2 separate regions of the Gossypium arboreum genome follow, and region 1 is linked to region 2. The links are chromatin contacts, called in public Hi-C maps. All regions are on one chromosome and are shown on one strand. Each heading gives the region's core, a stretch centred on a gene start, on an enhancer-like site or on the middle of the called end of the contact. The rest is flanking DNA. Distances are from core to core; before and after follow the strand shown.

The links. Hi-C and Micro-C count contacts between places; a contact is called where the count stands out from the background.
Region 1: a Hi-C map of leaf shows a contact between it and region 2, with 3 times the contacts expected there. The contact joins the promoter of LOC108467203 here to the promoter of LOC108463317 in region 2. A contact is called at or near these places in 2 of 5 Hi-C or Micro-C datasets (both in leaf).

The regions. Positions count from the first base shown.
Region 1 is chr2:66,138,462-66,145,947 of ASM2569848v2, forward strand. It overlaps LOC108467203 (F-box/kelch-repeat protein At1g67480), which reads left to right and starts at 5,711. Exons shown (of 4, transcript XM_017767774.2): 1 at 5,711-5,798; 2 at 6,605-6,673; 3 at 6,799-7,486. The coding sequence starts at 7,103.
Region 2 is chr2:65,913,385-65,920,007 of ASM2569848v2, forward strand. It overlaps LOC108463317 (remorin 4.1-like), which reads left to right and starts at 3,423. Exons shown (of 4, transcript XM_053024874.1): 1 at 3,423-3,547; 2 at 4,259-5,040; 3 at 5,147-5,228; 4 at 5,589-5,980. The coding sequence starts at 4,262. The coding sequence ends at 5,798.

The DNA of each region.
Region 1 (7,486 bases), core at 4,461-6,960, 230 kb after region 2:
ATGTTTTAGGTCTCGAAGGCCTGTTTAAGGGAAAGGATATACATATTTGAAAATTTTTAAATTAGAGCGCAACTTAGTGACTTGATTTAATATGTTTATGAACATGAAATCCCGGTAACACCTCGAGCCCTATCCCAATGTCGGATACAGGTGAAGGGTGTTACACTAGTAGCTTATTTAGTTGTTTTTTCTTTTCTACAGATCATTGGAAACCTCGATCAATTGAAATCTCTGTAACACCCCTAACCCGTCTCTATCGCTGGATTAGGGTTACGGAGCATTACCAAATAATCAAAAACATTTAACATCATAATATTTAAATACATTAAACAAATCATAAATCCAAACAAACATAAGCATTCTATTCCTAAATCGGGCCCTCAAGCCACTAAAAATAGCTTTTAGGCAATATGGGACTAATTTGAAACAAAACAGAAAGATTAGGAAAAGTTTGTAAAAATTGGATACAGGGGTCACATGGTCGTGTGACATCACCCCAGGTCCTGTAACATTAGAACAAGGGACACACGATCGTGTCCTAACCCATGTCCTCACCGGTGTAACTCACTGAGTAGGGTCACACGACCATGTCACACGCCTGTGTGTCAGACCGTGTAACTCTCTGAGTAGCCCCACACACCCGTGTGCCATGCCGTGTGTTAGGCCGTGTAACTCACTAACTTGAACCCTAAGAAATCCTCAGATGATAGACGACCGTGTCACACGCCCGTGTCCCAAGCTGTGTGAACAAAATTTACCTAAAACCAAACCATTTCATACATAAATCATGCATAACCATTCAACCTATTTAAGCACACAATCAAGGGTTTCAAACACCATTTAAACATGCATAAACATGCCATTTCAAACATCCTAAATCACCTAACCAATATGCCATTCAAAGACACCACAATTATACCACACATTACATTCCAAAACAAGTCAACAATTCATTATTTCAAGTATTATAACTTAATTCAATTACTTACCAAAACATATCATAAATGAACATTACATGACCATAAAAGACCAAATCCAAACCATCATTTACATACCAAAAGAGCTATATATACAAGTATTTAAGGATGGCCAAAATGACCTAACTTTAAACAAGCATTAAAAGTTCATCAAGTTCAAACTTGAAATTTCACAACTATGAACATACCAATTCACCATTTTCACATTCACAAAACATCATAATACTAAAGACTTCTCCTAGTACATGCCACTTTAACCAACTTACAACAAGTACAAAATGACTACCAAGGTATAGATGATAGTGTGTGAGCTTTCAAGCCAATCCAATCGATGCCACAATTCCAAGAGTCCTACAAAATCAAATTAAATGAATAAGCACGAAGAAGCTTAGTAAGTTCGATAAGTCAACTCATTTACTACAAATTTCTTAATTTCCAAGGGACGTTAACATTCATTTACACTAGAAATAAGCTTGAATAACATCGGCACTAAGCCTGGTAGGCACTAAGCCTGAAAAACACCAGTACTAAGCCTGCTAGGCACTAAGCCTAAATAACACCAGCACTAAACCTGCTAGGCACTAAGCCTGAATAATAGTACGGTTCAACATTTAAATATCAATACATAATAGAATTTAAAGATTAAATCACTAACAAGGAATTGAATTCAACTATACATAAACATAAAACAAACTTACAGGAGTAGTTTGCAGTAATCGCAAAAGCACATGAACTACTCCAAAATCTTTTCTTTTCCCCGATTGTCAACACGCTTTTAATCTAAAACAATAGTTTCATTCAATTAAGTACTTCTAAACTTTATTTAATCCATAATTCATTTTTATGAAAAATTACAAAATTACTCCTAAAATTATAATTTTTCACAATTTAGTCATTAAGCTCATAACTTTAAATTTAACTATTTCAACAAAAATCCAATTTAACCAATGTTACAAAGAACCTTGAAATAATCCATATTTACTATCATTTCACAATAAAACCTATAGATTTACACCTTTAACAATTTAATCCCTAATTCCACAATTCATCAAAAATCACTTAACAAAACTTATTTATTTTTCAACAAGGATTCATAATCTATCAACTAACATAAAAAATCATTCAAAAACATTCATGGAAAGTCCCTCAACCTTTAATAATTTTGCAAATTAATCCCCGGGCTAGCTATATTAAGCTAAAACAGACTCAAAAACATAAAAATCATTAAAAATGGGACACAAAATCATACCATGCAAGGTAGAAGAAGAAACTGAATGCTTCCCCTTTTCAAAAATGGTGATTTCAGCCAATAAAAGAGAAATGGGGAAAATGATAGATTTTTCATAATTTAATTTAGTTTTATTTATCAATTTACCATTTTACCCTTAATGATAATCAAAATTTTCACTAAAACCTTATCCATAACTATCCACTAACTCATTAAATGGTCTATTTACCATTCAAGTCCTTTATTTTAAGATTTTCCATTAGACCTTTTAGCAAATAGAACTCAACTTTCACACTTTTTACGATTTAATCTTTTTTACTTAATTAATCATGCAAACATCAAAATTTATTAATGAAATTTGAATACGACCTTAATATAATCTCGTAAACATTAAATAAATATTAAAATAATAATTTACTCATCGTAATTGTGGTTCTAAAATCACTGTTTCTGACATAACGAAAAACGGGCTGTTACAATCTCGTCGAAGCATAATTACACTATCCATCCATCATTTTGGTAGTTTTTGGTTACTTTGGTTAATGGTTATAAATGGCATGTAATTGGGCTTGAATGTTATCTTGGCTACTTGGTTTTTTTTGAGTTCGTGCTAAGCTTATTTGTGTGTTAATATCCTTAGTTGATGGTTTGTAAATGAAGGTGTAAATATGTAGTGTTAGACACTTATACATACCCTTTTGAAAGTCGGTAATTTATTGTTGAATGGTATGCTTTTGAAATGGTTATTTGGTATGTTTGATATATGCTTAATGAGTGAACTTGAAATGTTGAATTGAATCAAATTTGATGTGTGAATTGTGGTGCCTATTGATGGCATAGTGGTTAGACATAGAATGGATGATTCTTGGCATGTTTTTGGTTTCCTTGAATGTGTTTTAATCATGTGAAAGTATCTTGAAATGGTTTGGCTTGGTGTGTAAGAAATGGTGTTTGAAATAGCTTGCATTAGGGGTTCTTTAGAGAGCACATGGGCTGTCACGCAACCATGTGTCCATTAAATTTTAAGTATAGGATGAAACACACGATCACAGAGAGTTACACGACCCGGCGACACGGTCATGTGTCCTTATTTCGAATAGGCACACGGGTGGACACACGAGTTGGACACGACCATGTGTTCCATACTTCAAATTGTACACGGTTGGCCACACGACCATGTTTTCAAGCCACATGGCTTGGCCACACAATCGTGTGACTCCTGTTTTCAAAATTTTATAATTTTTTAAAATTTTTTTGATTTGTTTCAAACTAGTCCTTGAATATTCTCAAACTATTTTTAGGGCCCCTAGGCTCGATTTAAGACCCTTAAGTGTATTTTTTACTATAAATAAAATGTGTAAGTGAATGTTAGAATTTAAATGGAATAAATGTTTCGAATTGTAATGTGTCACTAGGGGTGTTACATCATCATTTTCGATTCATTGCCCAATTCATCAATTAATATATAACATAAAATAAGTCAACACAATTCAAAGCCACTTTTGCAATTTCATTGAGTTACACTATTTTTAATTCAATTCAATTCAATCATTTATCTCAATAATCAATCAATTTCACTCCAATATAAATCGATCAATCATTATCAACTATTAATTCCTCAAATTTCTTAAATTACAATTCATCATATTCAATTTATCATTTCTTTACGATTTAGTACATATATCACCTATATCACCTTTTGTACCAAATTGCAAATAATTTAAATTACTATCAAACATATAAAATACATAATTCAAGTATATAATAAATCAAATAAAATCATACCATATAAACTTACCTAGTCAAAACAGCAAACAACCAAATCTTCAAGGACTAATCAACAATTTTGCCTTTTTTTCTCGATTATCCCTGGTTTGGTTCAATTTTCGATGTATACAATAATTTAGTTGAATTTATAAATTCCAACCCTCTTATTTCATCCTATTATAAGCATATATCGGCTCAATTTCACTATATGAATGCCCCCTAAAGTTTTTCATTATTCAATTTAGCCTCTAAAATCAAAATTGCAATATCTCTCAAATTTGAGCTTTGATTTCGAAATCAATCTCAATTACATCCTTTTAAGACCCTCTACTGTCCATAATTACAAAGATTTCATAACGGTTATGAAATATTTATACTTTAGCCATTATGTTTTTTTCACTTTACAAATTTATCTGCTTTTTCATAACAGTTATGAAATATTTATACTTTAGCTGTTCAGAAATATGGGCGAACTCATTGTCATTGGTGAGTTGAAGTTTGAGTGGGATGGACATGTAGCACAGTTCCATTAAAGGCATGTAACATGTTTATTTAATATTTTTTTTAACTAACATAAACTTTACATGTTAATTCAGTTTATGGCTTCCTAACATATTAATTTTAATTATTTATACTGTATTTTTAATATGAGTATTATCTTAAAATAGAGAATATCTATTTTCTATATAAATAATAGTTACGAATTAAGAAAAAGAGAAAGGAAAATTCTTACTAAAGTGGGATCCACCAAGAAGGAAAATTAAAACCACAAAGAAATTGCATAGAAGAATCACAAACTCCCATTAATGGGAACCTAAAAATCTCCAATTACTGACCAAACTGTTAAAAGTAGAATACTTTTAGGAGAAATACAATAATGGTTTCATGTTTTTCTTTCTATTACTTTTATATATATATATATATATATATATATATATTTATCAATTCTTTCGTCCTTGATATTTTTATTATGTTAATCAACAATTATTTTATCAGTTTAAATACAAATTATGTTTGTTATTTATCTAAAGCTCAAATCAGTTGGATTTTTTTTATTCAAATCAGTTGGATTTTTTTTATTCTTGAATAAATATATGTAACCTTTATATATATATATATATATATATATATATATATCATCCTGAAAAATATTTTAATATACTCATCCACCATTTAAAAATAACACGTAATAATTTAATAATAAAATCAACAACAAAAGTAAAACCAATATAAAAAAATTATGCAGTAAAACTAAACCAAAATATTATTATTTTTAGTTTTTCAAAAATAAGAGCACTACACAAAAATAAACTCTCAAATACAAACCTTTGATGAAACCAAATAGATATGTTTGGTCAAATTCTATTATTAGACCCTATATTTTGTGTAAATTATAAATTTAATATTTATATTTTAATTTTAAATTAAAATATATATTAATATTTAGTATATTAAAAGTGTATTTTTTAATTTTAAAAATTAGAGTGAAAATATAAAAAAGTAAAGCCAAATCATTCTCCTATATTAGATTTGACTTCTTTTTTTTCTTTTTACCAGAAAAAGAATTATTTGTCTGATGTCACGAAATAAACGGAGGCTTAAAATGAAAGAAATAAATGAATAAACAATGATGATGATAATAATGATAATGAGATGATTAGTGAGTGGTGGAACCCTCTCGCCCGTTTCTGCCTTGCTTTTTCTATGCTTATAAATTCTTTCCCTTATTCATGGCTGCTTTGCCTCAAAACACTCTCATCCCCTTTTACGCCTTTCTTTTCAACACCAACCCTTTTTCATTCTCCTCTTTTCCAGGATCTTCAAAGGTAAATCCCCCTTTCCTCACACCTCTATATACATTGCCTCCTTTCTCCTTTCTTTTAAAATTTATGTTCATTTAGGTTTTTTTTTTCCTTTAAAAATTTTAAACCAAAAAAAAAAAAAAATTTCTTACCAGGTTAGAGAACCTGTTGAGACGTGAACTTGGGGATCTTTTTAGTGTTTATCTTCAGATCTAACGTGTTTCAATAGTATTATTGCCAGACTGTTAGGATTTTGGATAAGAACATTCTTCCCACCCCCCCCCCCCCAACTTTACTTTCCAGGAATCTGGGTTTTCTGGTTGTTGATAGATGATTTGTTGGTCTGCTGCCTTTTGCTTTAATTCTTTTGATTCTATGATATCATACATTTCATCTTAAGAACTCATCTGTTAATTTTAGTTGTAGTTATTTTAATTTAAGTTAGGGTGGTTGGGTAGGTCAAGTCAAGATCTGGGTTTTACAAGTTAAGAGATATATAATAAGCCCCTTGAGTTGTTCGCCCCTTTTGTGTATCTACCACCGCAAATAAATTAATACCTTCTTTTTGCAACATGTTAGAGTTTTAGGTTTAGAATAATAGAAAGGAACACTTACTTCACCACTACCACCACCACCACCACCACCATTATTATTATTATTTTGTATTTTTGTTTGGCTTTGGGTGTTTCCCAGCAGTACATAAGTCACTGCTGCCGGCCTGGAGAATCATGATCAAAACAAGTTGTCTATTTGAAGACAGAATCGCTGTTATATGAACTGGATATGTATTGGTTGAATTGACCTTTCTTCATTTTAATTTATATATTCAGGTGATTACTGGTTTCATCATAATGGAAGTTATTGGGGGCTAAAACTTCTGAATTTTATGGCCTTAAAAGGTATTGATTTGACAATGACCGTAGAGATAAGCTATTGTTTCTTTGGTTTCCTGTCGGTAAGCTATTGTTTCTTTGGTTTCCTGTCTTCATACTAATTGGTTATGGTTTTACAATCTTGCATTTAGTTATTTGGGCAATGTGTGGGCAACGGAACGGATACAGAGGTGTGGGAAAAGCTTTGCAGAGTTCAACAGGAAAGAGGGCTTTTGGCATGGAATATGAATCAGATTGGACTAAGAATAGAGTTTCATCGGCATTTACAGCTCAAGTCATCCGTTCTGCTACATCACTTATGCCTTGGAGTTGTAAAATCCCTATAGGTGATGGATTTCATGAGTTTCTTTAATTAGTTGACTAGCATTTATAAATATTGACGCATTCTTTTGGGAAAATATATTTGTACCGCATACGAGAACCATCTAGAAAAAAATGCCTGGTTTTGTGAGAGAAAAGAAGAGAATCACAGAACCCAATATGTGTCTCAGCTCCCCGCTTATGCCAGATCATTCAAAAGGCAATCACCGTTCACCCTCTCAGGCTACTGATGAAATAGAAAGCCCGTTGCTTCCAGGGCTACCGGATGATGTGGCCAAGTATTGCCTTGCTCTAGTTCCTCGTTCTAGCTTCCCTTCCATGGGTGGTGTATGTAAGAGGTGGAGATCATTCATTCAAAGCAAAGAATTCTTAATGGAACGAAAGATAGCTGGAATGCTTGAAGAGTGGCTTTATGTTCTAACTATGGATTCTGAAGGAAAGGAAAGCCACTGGGAGGTTTTGGATTGTTTGGGCCAGAAACATAGGCTTCTTCCACCA
Region 2 (6,623 bases), core at 2,173-4,672:
CTCTTTTCACTAGAATGCCATAGCTCAGCTATGGTCTTACATTTTATACACATATCACACCGATGTCTTATCCCAGATATGGCCTTACGTAAATCACTTGTCACTTGTAGCAAGCTATCACTATTCACCGATCGTAGTCTGAGCTACCATTTTCACTAATCAAGTAGTCGATGATCGGCAGCCGAAGCTACCACTTTTCATTGATCAGGTAGCCGAAGCTACCACTTTTTACTTGCCATTTCTCATTGATCAGATAAGTGTAGTTGAAGCTATCACTTATCACTTTCATTTGTCTTGATCGATAAGTGTAGCCAAGCTATCACTTATCACTTTCACTTATCCTTGATCAAATAAGTGTAGCCGAAGCTATCACTTATCACTTTCATTTGTCCTTGATCAGATAAGTGTAGCCGAAGCTATCACTTATCACTTTCACTTGCAATTGATCAGATAAGTATAGCCGAAGCTATCACTTATCACTTGTTGCCATGGTCCAACCATGGTCTTTTCCTTCAATTTATCTTGTCACTGAATTGTAATGCTCAATTTGATCATTTATTCAATTTTCATGTTTTTACATTATTCGCGATTTTATCATCAATACATATAAAATAACACATCATGAAATTCATAAAATTAACAAATGGTCACTAAAATTTAGTTATACAAACTCACAAGTACGATTTTTGTATTATAACGATATTCATAATTTCATAATAAATATTCCAAATAAAACATTATATCATTTCTAATTCAACATTTATCGATTATAATCGGGCATGTGATCAAGTCATTCATATATATATATTTACTTTTCCTCCTCCTCCTCTCCATCCACATCCTTAGTATAAATAACACACTTGTAAGTAACATCATCCATAATTTTCACTATTTACTTATGTGAATATTCAAGCTGTCCATCTGTGTCATAGTCACTAAATCATTTTTATCTTGAGCTACAGAACTCAAAATTAAGATCCATAAATTTTCCCAGAAACTAGACTCATATGTTTTCTTGCCATAAAAATTTAATAATTTTTGGTTGGGCCAATTAATACAGTTTATTCATTGAAGTCTCCCCTATTCTGCTGTCTGACAGTTCTGACCCTTCTTCACTAAAAATTAAGTATCTTCTCGTACAGAATTCGAATAATGTCCTCGTTTGTTTCTCTTGAAAATAGACTCATTCAGGATTCTAAACATATAAATTTAAGCCCCTAATTGTTTTTATCCAATTTTTTATGATTTTTCAAATTCAGAACAGGGGAACCAGAAATCATTCTAACCTTGTCTCACAAAATTTATCATATCTCATGATTTACAATTCCATTGCTTACATAATTTCTTCTATAAGAAACTAGACTCAATAAGCTTTAATTTCATATTTTATTCATCCTCTAATTCCATTTCTAAAATTTTTGGTGATTTTTAAAAGTTAGACTACTGCTACTATCCAAAACAGTTTTAGTGCAAAGTGTTTATTTCCATTTTTCCCCAAATTTCACAATTCATACAATTCAGTCCTTACTCAATTAACCCCTCAATTAAGATAATTTTCTCAATTAATACTTTTCCTAGACATTAGAAGTTATTTCATAACTATTGAAATTTAGAATTTCCACATGAAACTTTAACTTCAAACTCTTTTACAATTAGGTCCTAAACATTCACTTTCTATTCAATTCTTTCAAATAAATCAGCATATAAACAATTTAAAGCTCTAATTCCATGCCAAATCATCATATAGTTCCAGCACATATTCATAGCAACTTTCAATTTCTTTCATAGAATTAAAAACTAATGAATTCAACAAGTGGACCTAGTTGTAAAAGTCACAAAAACACAAAATTTCAAGAAATAATCAAGAATTGAACTTACTTGAAGTAAAAATATGAAAAACTAGCTTGAAGGAACTCTTCCATGGTGTTTTTGCTGATGAGAATGCAGAAAAATAAAGAGAAATCTAGATAATTCCACTTTAGTCCTAGCTTTATTAAGTAAATTTTCCAATTTTCCAATTTTGCCCTTAATTCTCCTTATTTTCTTGCTGATTTCATGCCTTGCCGTCCAGCCCAAAGAGACCTTGGGTCTATTTGCCTTTTAAACCCTCTTTCTTTTATCATTTAAGCTATTTAATCATTTCTCACAATTTTGCATTTGATACAATTTAGTCCTTTTGTTCAATTAACTATCGAACTTTAAAATTTCTTGTGAAACTTTAATACTAACTTATTAACGCTCCATAAATATTTATAAAAATATTTATGGCTTGATTTAAAATTTTCGAGGTCTTAATACCTCGCTTTTCGATTCTAATTATTTTAATATTTATTTTAGTACACTATTCACTATTTTAAATTTTTTTTCCTAACTTCACATTTAACTTATACTCACTAAATTAATAATATTTCCTACTCATTTGTCGGATTTAGTGATCTCAAATCACTGTTCTGACACCACTGAAAATTAGGTTGTTACACAAAGTTCTCGAAGGAAAAGAAAAGCTAAGGCGTAGAGATGAGACCGAGGCGAATCAAGTCAATTCCATTTGGAAATTGCAATGAGGGCATTGCAAGAATGGGTGATGGAGGATGTCACGGGCCACAGTTCAAAGCCCATGACCATCGCACCAAATGCATCCGATGAAGGTCTATTGTGTAGATGGGGATCATTTGGCCCACAAGAACTAGCTCGATTCGGTAACCTGTTGGAGAAGCCTATCAGATTGTAGCCTGGTTGGCCGGATAACAGAGATATGACAACTTAGGCTTTTTTAGTAACTAATCTTAGAAGATTGATAAAATCATATCTTGTAAAGATTAGATTTGATTTGATAAGGTATATCTTGTAAATCCTTAAAATCAAGAGATATAGTTAATATCGTCCATTGATGTAAATGTATCTTAACCGTCAGTTTTGGAGGAGCTCAACTACAAATAGAGAGCCTCCCCTCATTTGTACTAACTCCATTCCTTATTTAATTATTCTTTGTGAATAAGAGAACATTGTGAGCATTTACTCAAAAAACTTGTTTGCATTATTTCTGTTGTTCTTTGTAGCTTCTTTTGGCATTATTTGCTTTCGCTATACAAATTGGTGCCTTAAGAAGTTTTTAAAGAATTCTCATTTGAGTAAAGGTTGACTTAGACAAGTTTAGAGGAATAGATCACTTAAAGCCACATAAATTACGAGACAAAAGATCTAACCCTACAACACTAACATCTAGGAAGCAGTGTCCCTTAGCTGTCCAATCCAATTCAATCTGAGTACATTATAAGTAGCACTCAAAAGACAGGTCAAAATTTTACTGACAAATGCCAACAGTCAATTTAAATTTATAACTCACAGAAGCTGATGGCCCATTAGAAGCACGTGAATGATTTCAGAGCACCCCCCAACATTATTAACATCTATTTCCCACTTGACCCGACACCCACCGTCTCAGATTTTCATCCTGCTCACCCCTTCCGCACACATTTTGCATTATATTATACACTATATTGTAGCCGTTGAAAGCAACACTTTTCTTTAAATTACACTTCCCAAGGTTCCCAAACTGTTGAGAATTCCCATTTCTTTCTTTTTTTAACCATTATTTACTGTGCCAATAGTGCGTTTTGTTTTGGTTTTCGGTTGGTTCAAGTTTCCAGCAATGCGAAGCTTTTGTTTTTTTTTTTTTACTATTTTCTTAATATTCAATGGATCTGAAGTTCTGAAAGTCTGAAATTTTTATCGTTAGCTCTGGCAATGCTTCACAAAGATCCATGGTTTTAAGTCATTATTCTCTGTTAGACTGTTACATTACGTTTCTTCAACGAAAACCCTTCTTTTTCTTTTTATTTTTTAAAGTCTAGGAAATTATTAAGCTTCTATTGGTACTGCTTAATTAACAGAGTAGTTTTTCATTAATGGGTGTTTAGTGTCATAAAGATGATGATTAGTTACCTTTGTGGATAAATCCTGCATGTGATGGGAATGGGATGGGACCCTTTGTTTTATACTCTTATGAAAGGAAGCTTTAAGATATTTCAAGGTTCCTGTTGAGCATTATTGGTTTTTTCTCCTTGTTATTACTAGTTTTCTGTATGTAGTGAGCATTGAAGTTAAAATGTACTTGTTGGATTGGAGGTTTTAGTAGGCTCAAAGATCCTCAAATTTTCATACCTCTACTCTTGAATCTGTTTTTGCAATGAGAAAGTAGTTGCATCTGTGTAGATTAATGTCACTTTTGATACTTGTGACTCTTTTTGTGGATTAGAAAATGAGAGCTATTGAAGATAAAGGTTGCTATAACCTTGGAGCAGCTAATGAAATTTCAAGCAGCAGCGTGAGTGCCATAAGTTTTGAGTTCCATAAAGGGAATGGGACAACAAACAACCGAGCTGCTCAATCTCATCATCGAACTACTACTGCCTTAGGGAAGCCAACAACACCTTCAAAATGGGATGATGCGCAGAAATGGCTTGTGGGACTGTCGACAAGTAGAGACAAAAAGACCCACTCCAAAGCCAAACCTCGAAACTCCAACGCTGATGATAGAAGACTAATAGCTCCTGTGCCACATAAGGAACAAGATTATCCAAGCAGTGACGAGGAAGGAGGCTTTGCTGCTGCTGCAGTAATGTCACCTAAATACGAAGGAGAAACCAAAAAGGTTGATTTTGATGATTCTATTTGGAACTCTGTGTCAGCTGTTAGATCAATATGTGTGAGAGATATGGGGACTGAGATGACCCCTATTGCAAGCCAAGAGCCTTCAAGAACAGCAACACCCCTAAGAGCCACCACTCCTGCTGGAAGGAGTCCTATATCTTCAGGATCTTCCACCCCTGTGAGGTGCCAAAATGGAGGAGGACCTTGTGCCGAGGATTATCAAGCAGGTTCAGGCCCAACATCGACTGAGGGAAGGGCTGAAACTAATGCCGCTGCCAGGGGTCATGGTTCAAATAGACAAGAATCAGAACAAGCTAGGAAGCAGAGCACTTTAGAAACTCGAGCTACGGCTTGGGATGAAGCTGAACGTGCCAAATATATGGCAAGGTAATGTACTAATTCCGTCCTCCTCTGACAAATAACTAGCTAGCCATAAGCCTAAGGAGTTCTTCTATTCTAGCTGATATGATAAGCATATGCCATTGGTTTCAAGGTATAAGCGTGAAGAAGTGAGGATACAGGCCTGGGAAAATCACGAAAAGAGGAAAGCTGAAGTGGAAATGAAGAAAATAGAGGTAAACTTAAACCCATGGTGTTGGTGTTGAGTAAAAGTGGGTCTTACAAATATTTCTTGTTAAACCCTCCACTGTCATCATTGTTAACAGCGATTACTCTAACAACACCAGAAGATGTTCCATTTGTTAGTGTTGTTTGGATACTTCTCTCAAAGGTCCCTTATTGTGATGATGCATTATCAAGTTATTTTACTTGTCAGTCCAGGGAAACATCAATTGTCTCCAAATCCCAGAAACCCGCTGCTGTTTTTATGTCTTGAATTTGTTTTCTTAAGGCATTGGGGGATTTGAAATGAAGATCATTCTACAATAAAAAGTGTGCCAATCCCATCTCACAGATGGCGTTTGTTATGTTATTAGGTGAAGGCTGAGAGATTGAAAGCTCGGGCAAAAGAAAGATATGCAAACAAAGTAGCAGCCGCAAGGAGAATAGCTGAAGAGAAACGTGCAAATGCTGAATCAAAGCTAAACGAGAAAGCTATAAGGACATCTCAAAGGGCGGATTATATAAGGAGAACTGGTCATTTTCCTTCTTCCTTCTCTTTCAAGTTGCCTTCCCTTTGCTGGTAGTAAGCAACTCTGCAGCCAAATCTGGCTTCTTCTTATTCCAATAGAGATATAACGTACGTATGTATGTATGATGTACTTTTGGATTATTTTTATATGCATGTGATTACTGCTGAAAAGTTGCAGTCATGGTGATTATTTCCATTAATAAATAAATCTCCAACCAATTATTTGGCAATCCAAAAGATTCTTACTCGTCTTAATCGTTTATTGGTGTCTGATAAGATTATATGAGTTGATGGCTTAAAGAGTTTAGGATGATTACTTTTCAATATCCAAACAAATAAGTACTTTCTTTAAAGAATTGAATTTTATAATGCATTTTTAACATTACATCAATACCCTTTAACAATATTTTAATATTGATTAATTAAATAAAATTAACAAATAATAATAGTAATATAAGCATTATGGGGTATTTTTTTCAATAATCAAGCATTCATTAAGAATGAGAAAAGCAAAGATACATAGAAAAAAGAATAAATTCAATACAAAAGCTCAAAGACCCATAAAATCCTAACCCCTAACAAACCATAGCAACGACCAACGGTTGCCATTGTGGGAGGAGATGCAACTGAGAAGGATCAAGGGTCTGCCATACCAAGCCATCGACATGCATCCCTCCAACGGTGTCCATGTCGCAAACCAAAACTTCAACGGAGAAGGAAGCCAAGGCTGCACCTTGCCTTTAACCGCCAAAATGAGGTCTTCTGTGTACATTCTTGGCCTCACAGAAGCTTCGTTCAACGAAATTCATAAAGAGCCACAGTACCACCAAGTGATAAAGAACAAGGCCTCACGGACTGAAAAAAAAAAAAAAGAGCCCAT